Linked DNA regions of Mus musculus: region 1 is linked to region 2. A link is a contact called in public HiChIP or PLAC-seq data. All regions are on one chromosome and are shown on one strand. The core of a region is the stretch at or near the end of the contact, and the rest is flanking DNA. Distances in the headings are between cores, read along the strand shown.

Region 1 (4,355 bases), core at 200-2,699, 280 kb before region 2:
CAGAGATGGCACCGCCCACAATGGGACCTCCCACCCCTGATCACTAATTGAGAAAATGCCTTACAGCTGGATCTCATGGAGGCATTTCCTCAAGGGAGGGTCCTTTCTCTGTGATAACTCCAGCCTGTGTCAAGTTGACACACAAAACCAGCCAGTATACCAGCTTCAAAAACCTGACACCAAGTGTCCAGGTGGGTGTTTAGGCTTCTGTGGCCCTAGGGACTTGCTGGCTTGGGCCATCCTTGCCCAGTGACCCTGCTGATCTTTTCTGTGGCGTCCCAGTCCTATTGCTTATACTGTCAAAGTGAGAACATGTATTTCCTTTTCTTGCCTTCTGTTCCCGCCCCTTAGTATTGGAGACTGAACCCAGGGCCTTGCCCATGCAAGACAAGTGCTCTAGCCACTGAGCTACGCCCCAGTCTCTTAACAGAGCATTTAACAGAAGTACTGTCCAACAAGGGAGCACATTACCAGTGCATTTTACAACATTATCTCAGGACTCTTGGGGCCAAGCGGACAATACCAAAGTAAGCTTACTGCTATGTCCCTCTGGCTCCCTCAAGTGTATCTTAGAAATATCACTGTGGCTCCTTGGCCAGGGGCTGCAAGCTAGGAATCTGCTTTGCTGCTGTCCTCTGGCATTCCCAGGGCTGCCAAGCCTCACGTTGCCCATTGAGCTCCATGGGGACAGCACTAATCTTCTGTCCTCGAGCTCCACTCCTCGCTTGTTGTCCAGCTTAGGGAAGGACTCCCTTCTCTGGGCTTGAACAGCCCATCCTCCATGTCTGCTCTGTGATTCCTAGGGTCCAGCTGTGTTCCTGAGGCAGCAAGTGTGGTTAAAGTTTTCCTAAAGGATTTCCCATTTGATAGTTCCATGTCGTTTCTACCTTCCAACAACCCACCATGAACATAAAAATAAAAACATTTTGTTTCAGTGATTAAAGTGTCAGTGTTCTATATCAACTAAAAAGACAACAAGGTTTAATAAGCACACTGTGTGTCAGACACAAGATTTCCCCTCTAAAAGGAATACAAGTGTGTGTGTGTGTGTGTGTGTGTGTGTGTGTGTGTGTGCGCGCGCGCGCGCATGGGTGGAGTAGGGGACTGGGGTAAATCAGAGGAAAGACTCTGGAGAGGAGAAAGAAACTGGCCAGGGAAGGGTTAGCAGAGATCAAGTATATCAAAGTAGAAGAGGGTGGCCTTTATACCCCACCACCACCATGGGCCAGAGTGACATTCCTTCTGGAAAGGTTGGGAAGGGTCACAGCGATCAGGCTGGCCGCCTGCTATCTGCTCTATCATAGCATCCCGTAACACAGCTTCTGTTGCACAAACCTCCCCGCAGCTCCGTTCAAATACCAAAGGATGTCGCTCACTTTAGACGCGAACGGGAAGCGGCTCTGAAGAGAACTCTCCAGGTGAGAGGGGGGCATGGGCGGAGTCAGGAAAACAAGTTCGATTTAGCTAAGGGAGAAAGAAGTTCGCAGGAAAAGCTCCCCACCCCCACCCCGGCAAACAGCTGATACTTTTGAACAAAACAGCCCCACATCCTGTTCATTGCTAAGCTAAGCAAGTGCGAATCATTGTATCCTTAGATAGATCGGATGTTTTGACATTTGAAATTTGGTAGATTGAGGATGTTTGAAACTCATTCATTGTTTGGGTTTAGGTGGCTGAGTCCAAGCCCCTTGTTATTCAGGCAGATGTCCTCAAGAGGGAGCTAGAGAGCTGCCTAAGGCGAGAGTACACACCGGAAAACCTTCCTCTGCTTCTGTTGCAGGTAGGGTCATCTTGCAATCTGAAAACATACTTGGAGTATATTAGAAAGGAATCAGCAAGCTGACTTTTAGGTAGCTCCTGTGGGCAAGTGTTCTGGAGATGGGTAATTTGCAGACTTGGTGTAAATGCTTTCTTCATCAGAGATCATTTCGTTCTCACAGCTAAGTTCAGCTTAAACTTGTTGGGCTGAGAGATTGACCGGGTCTGCCTAAATACTGTTTGTGCCGGTCTTCCACTCTGCAAGGAAAAAAACAACCTCCATCTCCCAAAGGCCAAAAAACAAAAACAAAAACGTTTATTTCTGAAAACCACTCTTAAGAAAATAATTCAAAGTAGGAAAATAATTTGCATTAAAATTCCTGCAACATTGTAATAAGAGTGAGAGATGGAGACAGGAGGGAAGAAGGGAAGGAGAGAGGGAGGGAGAAAACCAGCCAGCCTTACTACCGTCAAGAGAAAAGCAAATCAATGTAGATTGCTATTTGATAGACTATTGTCCTTCCATCGAGTGTTGTTGTTTTTGTTTTGTTTTGTTTGCAAAGGAATTACTTCATCTTGTGATATTAATTAAAACTATGTATGCACATTTGATAATATTGATCATATTGACCAAAGACAGAAGAATCCCTAAGCTTAGGTTGCAGGACAATGAAACACCCCTGAACTTTTATATAGCTTCTCAACTTTGCATAATCATGTAGTATTTAAAGTTTTTAAATGATTTATTCTTCACTTCTATTAAATCATTTAAGGTAGTCCATGTTATGAGTTGTTTCCCCTCTTAAATAAAGTTAGCTCTTTAGTAAGTAGTTAGTGCTAATCACAGAAGATAATGAGATTCTATTTGCAAGTTAAAATGTTGTTCATTTAGAATTTTTCTCTTTATAATTGTCTTTCTTCCTTCTTTTCTTTCCTCCCTCCCTCTTCCCTACCTGCCTCTCTCCTTACCACCTCCCTCCCTGCCTCCCTCCTTCCCTCCTCCCTCCCTCTTTCCCTCCTCCCTACCTGCTTTCCTTCTTCCCTCTTGCTTCCCCTCCTGCTTCCTTCCCTGCCTGCCTCCCTTCCTTCTGTTTTCCTGGTACTCACCATTCATTTTTGTGTAACAGGGTTCACAATGGAGGGAGAGGAAGGGTAGGGATAATAGATATTTGTGTCTGGAGATGTTCTTGGCTTCCAGAGTTTTGGGGGCAGTGGACATAGACGACTGGAGCATCTCATGTTTAGCTACCAGAGGCTAAGGATGATGTCGCACACTACTGCACAGAACATCCTGCAACTAAGAATTATGATGCCTCAATTGTCAACAGTGATAAGGTTGGAAAAGTTCTAGAACAGCCTGGATTTCCATAATATATTCATTCCTGTATTATCTGGAGAGCTTTCTTTAATGTCACTTGTAGTTCATGCCGGCCAGGAAGACATTCTCATGGTGTTTGTTATTTTATAAAAATGATTTTTTCTTTAATTTTATAAAGCTATTTTTCCTTGGTTATAGAATTCTGGACTGACAACTTCTATCATTCATTATTTTAAAGGTGCTACTCTATTCTCTTGTGACTTGAATGGATTCTATCTCGGAACACAATATATTTCCTGTTCTCTGGCTGTTTTAAGCTTTTAATAATTTTCAGATGTTTTATTATAATATATAGTGAGATTTTCTTTGCTTTTCTCTTGCTTGGAGTGAGACTTAACTTTTTGGATTGTGAATTTATTTATTTATTATTTCCAAATGAGGGAAGATGTCTCTTGGCTTGCTATCAGAGGCTTCATTCCAGGGTCACTTGTGCAAATCTCACAGCATTCACCTGGAAGGGACTAAGGTATAGTTTCTTATGGAGCTCGATGTGCGTGACCATGGCCCAGGAGCACAAAGTCAGGGTCTCGCAAGTTCCCTGTTCCAACATGGTAATGACATCATAAAGTTCTCATAGTAACACAACAAAGAAAAGTCACAAATCAAGACACTTTCAAATACACTGGTAGGCAAGTTACAGCTTGGGGGAAATCTCAGCTATATGTCTTGATTGCTATCTGGTGGTGTTTTTAGCCTTTTGGTTGGTGGAATGCCATGGGCAGACCCAGTCAGGGTCCCTCAACCCGGGGAGAATCAAGGTTCCTGTACTCAGGTGGGCAAGGAGTGACAAACAGACAGGAACACAAGAGAGTGCTGAATCTGAGTATAATTTCTCAAAGTGAGCATCAGGCTTATATAGTCATTACCGAAGAAAACAAGGTAGTTAGGTGATACATCAGCCAAAATTCACTGAAGTCATCCTATGCATAATGATTCTTTACACAAAACAGAAAAATGCATACATAAAAGCAGCAGGAACCAGGCAGTGGTTACAACTGAGATAAAATCAGCCCTACCTAAAGTCAGCTATTCTTAGAAGCCAGTTGTGAGGGCTTTATGCTCCAGGTACAAGGGCTTCACACCCTAGCCACAATTCTAGTCTATTGTGTAACCCACCACCAGGGGTCCCTTAGTAAATACCTAGCTATGCTATTTTTGGAAGTATGCACTAGGGAGGTCCCTTTCTTGCTAACCTTTCTGTGAATAACAAGATACTCTA
Region 2 (4,673 bases), core at 1,995-4,494:
GTGTCAATGTCTGTGGCTCATGTTACTATCAAAGGCCATGAGGATGTCCCTGCTCTGGGCTGCTGCCTAGGGCCATGTTGATGCTGTAGGGCTGTGTAGAACTAATCTTGCCCCTTGTAGGTTGCAGCATTCTAGATAGTGGGCCTGCACCTTGCCTGGGCTGGGCTGGAGAACTGGCCCCAGGTGGTGTGAGAATGGAAGGTCTAGAAGTCTGAACAATTTAGCTACTACCTAGGTCCAGATCCAGGGCTTTGACTGGGCCCACCTCAACATCTACCACATCTATGCACTGCTGGGGCATGTGAAGGGGCAGATCCTGCAGATCCAAAGCTGCATGATCTCCATGACACAGGGAAACAACAGGATATCTAAGAGGAGTCCTGCTGAGAATCCAGTACTGATGGTAGTGCAGAGGAAGTCAGAGGCTTTGAACCAGACTAATGACTCACTGCAAGATACCATGACCAAGGCAACTCTTATAAGGACAATATTTAATTGGGGCTGGCTTACAGGTTCAGAGGTTTAGTATATCATCATCAAGGCATGAACATGGCAGCATCCAGGTAGGCATGGTACAGGAGGAACTGAGAGTTCTGCATCTTTATCTGAAGGCTGCTAGCATAATATTAGCTTCCAGGCAGCTAGGATGAGGGTCTTAAAGCCTACATCCACAGTGACACACCTACTCTAACAAGATCACAACTTCTAATAGTGTTTCTCCCTGGGCAGAGCATATACAAACCATCACATTCCACTCCCTGGCCCTTCTGGGCTTGTTTAAACATATGAGTCTACATATACAAACCATCACAGTGGTGTGATACACCATGACTTACTGTAGAATCCAAAATAAGTTCAAGACCATCTAGCCCCTTCCCCTCTGAAGGGACTTTCAGAAACATAGTGGTCAAAATGACTAAATCTCCAGCTGCCAAAACAAAATGAACTATTCTCAGAAAAATAACCATAACAAGATTAGCAGTTCCCAGAGAAATTCCCCTCACTGAATTCTGAGAAAACCGACAAACTGCCCTGACCTTGCTAGGATTTCCTGTGACGTTAATAGCTGACCCATAAGTTAAAAATGTACTGCTGCTTTGCTGAAAGATAAACCATAAGGACAGACAGATTGAGTCACTAGGCCAAAGGTAGTCACTATGTAAACCAACCAATGCCTGAAAGGGTTACTTGCTACACCAATGAAAATAAGCCAGCTAGCCCTGTTGCCTAAATCTGCTCCTTACAAGGTATAAAAAGTGTGTTCTTTGTTTGTTTTGGGTCTCTCCTCTGGCCTGCTTGCTGAGAGGGGTGTCCCCAATGTGTTGGATCAATAAAAATCCTTTTGCGGTTTGCAATGATGGCGGTCTCTGTGGTCTTTGTGAGTAAGTGTCTTTTGACCGACTCCAACAATACCACAGCTTCCATGGAGAGATTTTTGTTTTGTTTTTCTTTTCTTTTCAGGGGTAGGGAGGTTGCATGGGGGGAGGGCATATATCAAGGGATGGGGAGATGTGTGGGATTGGAGTGAATGATGTGAAATTCACAAAGAATCTGTAAAAAGTTTAAAGAGAGAAAAAGGAGAAATGCTTGGAAAAAAAACCAACAGAAATCCTGAAAATAGATATCTCAATAAATCAAACTTAAAAGAAACATTTGAAAGCATCACCCACCAACAGCTTAGATTAAGTGGAAGAACACCAGGGTTTGAAGACAAAACTCGACAACTTATATTCAGAGAGCAATAAAGAATAATAAGACAGAATAAACAAGATACTTGAGATCTATAGGATACTATCAAAAGATCATTTTAAGAGGAGTGTGATCAGTTCATACAAAGGAGAAACACAGGCAGAGGAACAACAACAACAACAACAAAAACCCATCAGTAAAACAATGACAGAAAATTTCCCACACATACACATACATATTTCTCAGAAGAAACTCCAAAGGCTTCAGGAAAGACGTTCAAGCCATGAAGGAAAATAAATTATTATAGCAAACCAAGTTATCATTCAAAATAGAAAGAGAAGTAAAGACCTTTTAAGACTAGCATAAACTAAATGAATTCATGATGTTGAATAGAAATTCACTGGGTGAGATGAATACATTGTCAAATGAGAATTAGGAACAAACCAAACACTGTCAGTTTAGCAAAGCATCCCAACTCTAGCAGTAATAAAGCAGAAATGGACACAGATTATTTCAAGTAACTAGAATGAAAACAAAATCAGGGCAGGAGTAGCACATGCCTTTCAATAGATCAGTGGTGCACATAAAGGGACTTAATTTTCTAATTAAAAATCACAGGTTGTCTGATTAGAATAAAACAAGTCTTAACAGTGTGCTGCCTGCAAGAAACTCACTTTTACCAACAAAGGTATACATAGACTAAAAACAAAAGGATAGAAAATAAAATTCTAAGCAAAGCAAGCAAGGTTAACTATATTCAGATCTGATCAAACAGATCTCAAGCCAAATTAGTTAAAAGAGACAATGATAATGCCATATTGATAAAAGGACTGTAACAGATCCCCAGACTTTAGCACAATTGACTCCATAATGGAAGTACCATTCAGGCCATAAAACTTAGCACATAGACATCCCAATCTGCTGAAATGAAAAGAAAGACTGGTTAATAAAGACTTTGTATTGGCTTAAACCCATGTCTGAGTAGTCTTCTCTTATGGATACCCCACAACCGCTCTAAGTTGAGTAGGTAGGGAATGGGGGTGGGGTGGGATGTATTTGATGTGACCAGAAGACAATGCATTAAATTCTCAAATAACTGTTTTTTAAAATAAAAGGAATTTTGTAGCCTCCCTCAGCCCTGAAGCAGGCTGATCTAGACTTTGACCTTGCTGCCACTAGAAGGAGATTACCTAGGGTGGAGCCTTCCAACCTAGATGGCTCTTTTGTTCTATCACCTGCCACTGCTCTCTCCAAGACACTGCTACCTGTTGAGAAGCCTCTGAGATATTCCGGAGGAATGTCCTATTCTGCACATTGCCTACAGGCTGGCTCCAGACACCAAGAATGGACTGGTGGGGGATGAGCCTTCCCCTTTTATAAGCACACTCTCTTAGTAAACTGGTGGGCCTTGAACAGAATCATGTCTTGGTCTCCAATAATCTCTCGCTGTCTAAGTCTCTTTCAGCCCCAGCCTGCCTCCCAGGTGTACCCGGTTCAAGTAGGCTACAGGCCGGCATACAACAGATTGGCATCTGAGCCAGGGACCTTGGGAATGTCGGGAAAACACTGAAGGAATCTGTTGTTTTGTGTGGAGCTCCAAGGGAAAGAAAGAATCAGAGATCGTATCAGGCACGGTGAGCAACAGGTATTTATGCTAGCACTGACTTTAAACTTCATTTTTTAAAAAGTGTTGCTGGAGGTGCTGAAGGATACGGGCTAAGTTTGGAACAGTGCTAACCCTGCGCTTTTTCCACTTAGGATTTGACAGCGAAATATGTGTGGGACTAGAAACTGTGAATCAGGCGGTTGTCTGCAGCTTTTAAAAGCTGTTTCAGGACTGGTGAGATGGCTCAGTGGGTAAGAGCACCCGACTGCTCTTCCGAAGGTTCGGAGTTCAAATCCCAGCAACCACATGGTGGCTCACAACCATCCGTAAAAAGATCTGACTCCCTCTTCTGGATTGTCTGAAGACAGCTACAGTGTACTTACATATAATAAATAAATGAATCTTTAAAAATATTTAAAAAAAAGCTGTTTCAGGCGAGAGGAATAGGGTTTAAAATGATGAAACATGCGGTTGTCCGCAGTTGAGAACTGCATCAGGCTAGAGGAATAGGGCTTAAAACTATGGAGTAAAATATATAGAGGAAAATGGATTTTGAAACTCTCCCAGAGACAGAGAGAATTTGGGGGACACCCTGCTTTATTCTCTCTGGCTCTACAGCAGTTCTCTGCCCTCTTTGTGTTGTCTAATGTCTGGTGCACTGGTTCATTTATGTTTTGATTCATGTGTGTTTTGTTTCGTTGTCTGAATGACTGAATGTTCTGTGTTTCATGTTGGAAAGTAAAGATGGCTAAAACTTTATCTTCTGGTTTAGCAAGAGAGTGGCCACACGCTTTAGCCAGGATCAGGCACAGCAGGAGGGCTCCTGCTGGAAAAAATAGTTTTTTTGAGAAAGGGAGTCTGCAGCCTCTTGGTTTTGGGGTGAAAAAGCTGATAGATGGTTTTTTTCCTAAGAAAATTCTCTGCAATCATGATTATTGCGTTTAGCTAATGACACAGTGCTTTTTATTTTATAATTATAGCTAGAAAAATTAAAATTCTGATTGGTCTAAGTGTAGCTGCTTCATTTGGCTTTTTACTGGTCTTAGATGTGTAATATGCTCTGCATGTCTTTATCGTAGAGTATTAGCTTATAAGTTATTGGGTATGATAAAAAAGGTGTAACACTGGTTACTAGAAAGTTAGTTTTAAATTGGCAACTCAGGAGTCTTTCAAACACGTGGCATAAAGCAGGCTAAAAAACTAGGCCTCTAAGGATACTTCTAGTTGAGATAATATTTAATGTAATTCTTATCCTAGAAAGTAGGATTAAGATAAGATTTAAAGCAATGTCTGTTTAATGAAGCATTAAAGCTTGCACTGTCATGTATTCATAGGTATAAATTGGCAGCCAAATCTTGCAATGTGGTAGTGAAGTTTT

The links. HiChIP or PLAC-seq counts read pairs in DNA pulled down with a chosen protein or histone mark.
Region 1: an H3K27ac HiChIP or PLAC-seq map of embryonic stem cells shows a contact between it and region 2, with 3 times the contacts expected there. The contact joins two enhancer-like sites. A contact is called at or near these places in 2 of 15 datasets of contacts at CTCF or cohesin (the NIH/3T3 cell line and large pre-B cells), 40 of 484 Hi-C or Micro-C datasets (the AML12 cell line, B cells, CD4 T cells and 24 more), 4 of 115 datasets of contacts at active chromatin or transcription factors (embryonic basal ganglia and embryonic stem cells) and 2 of 9 other capture datasets (adipose tissue and embryonic stem cells).

What each region holds. Positions count from the first base shown.
Region 1 is chr10:41,687,450-41,691,804 of GRCm38.p6, reverse strand. Ccdc162 (coiled-coil domain containing 162) reads left to right here. Exons shown (of 48, transcript NM_001358562.1): 3 at 1,346-1,418; 4 at 1,670-1,780. Among named protein-coding and RNA genes, the nearest start is that of Mir3473b, 19 kb to the right of the region's middle. Within about 2 kb of position 1,449, at least 43 of the 459 cell types and tissues checked have an H3K27ac peak or open chromatin away from gene starts, as enhancers often do. A contact at or near this core is called in embryonic stem cells, where this site is marked.
Region 2 is chr10:41,413,857-41,418,529 of GRCm38.p6, reverse strand. The region is part of intron 31 of Ak9 (adenylate kinase 9); the gene reads right to left. Among named protein-coding and RNA genes, the nearest start is that of Gm25626, 28 kb to the right of the region's middle. Within about 2 kb of position 3,244, at least 7 of the 459 cell types and tissues checked have an H3K27ac peak or open chromatin away from gene starts, as enhancers often do. A contact at or near this core is called in embryonic stem cells, where this site is marked.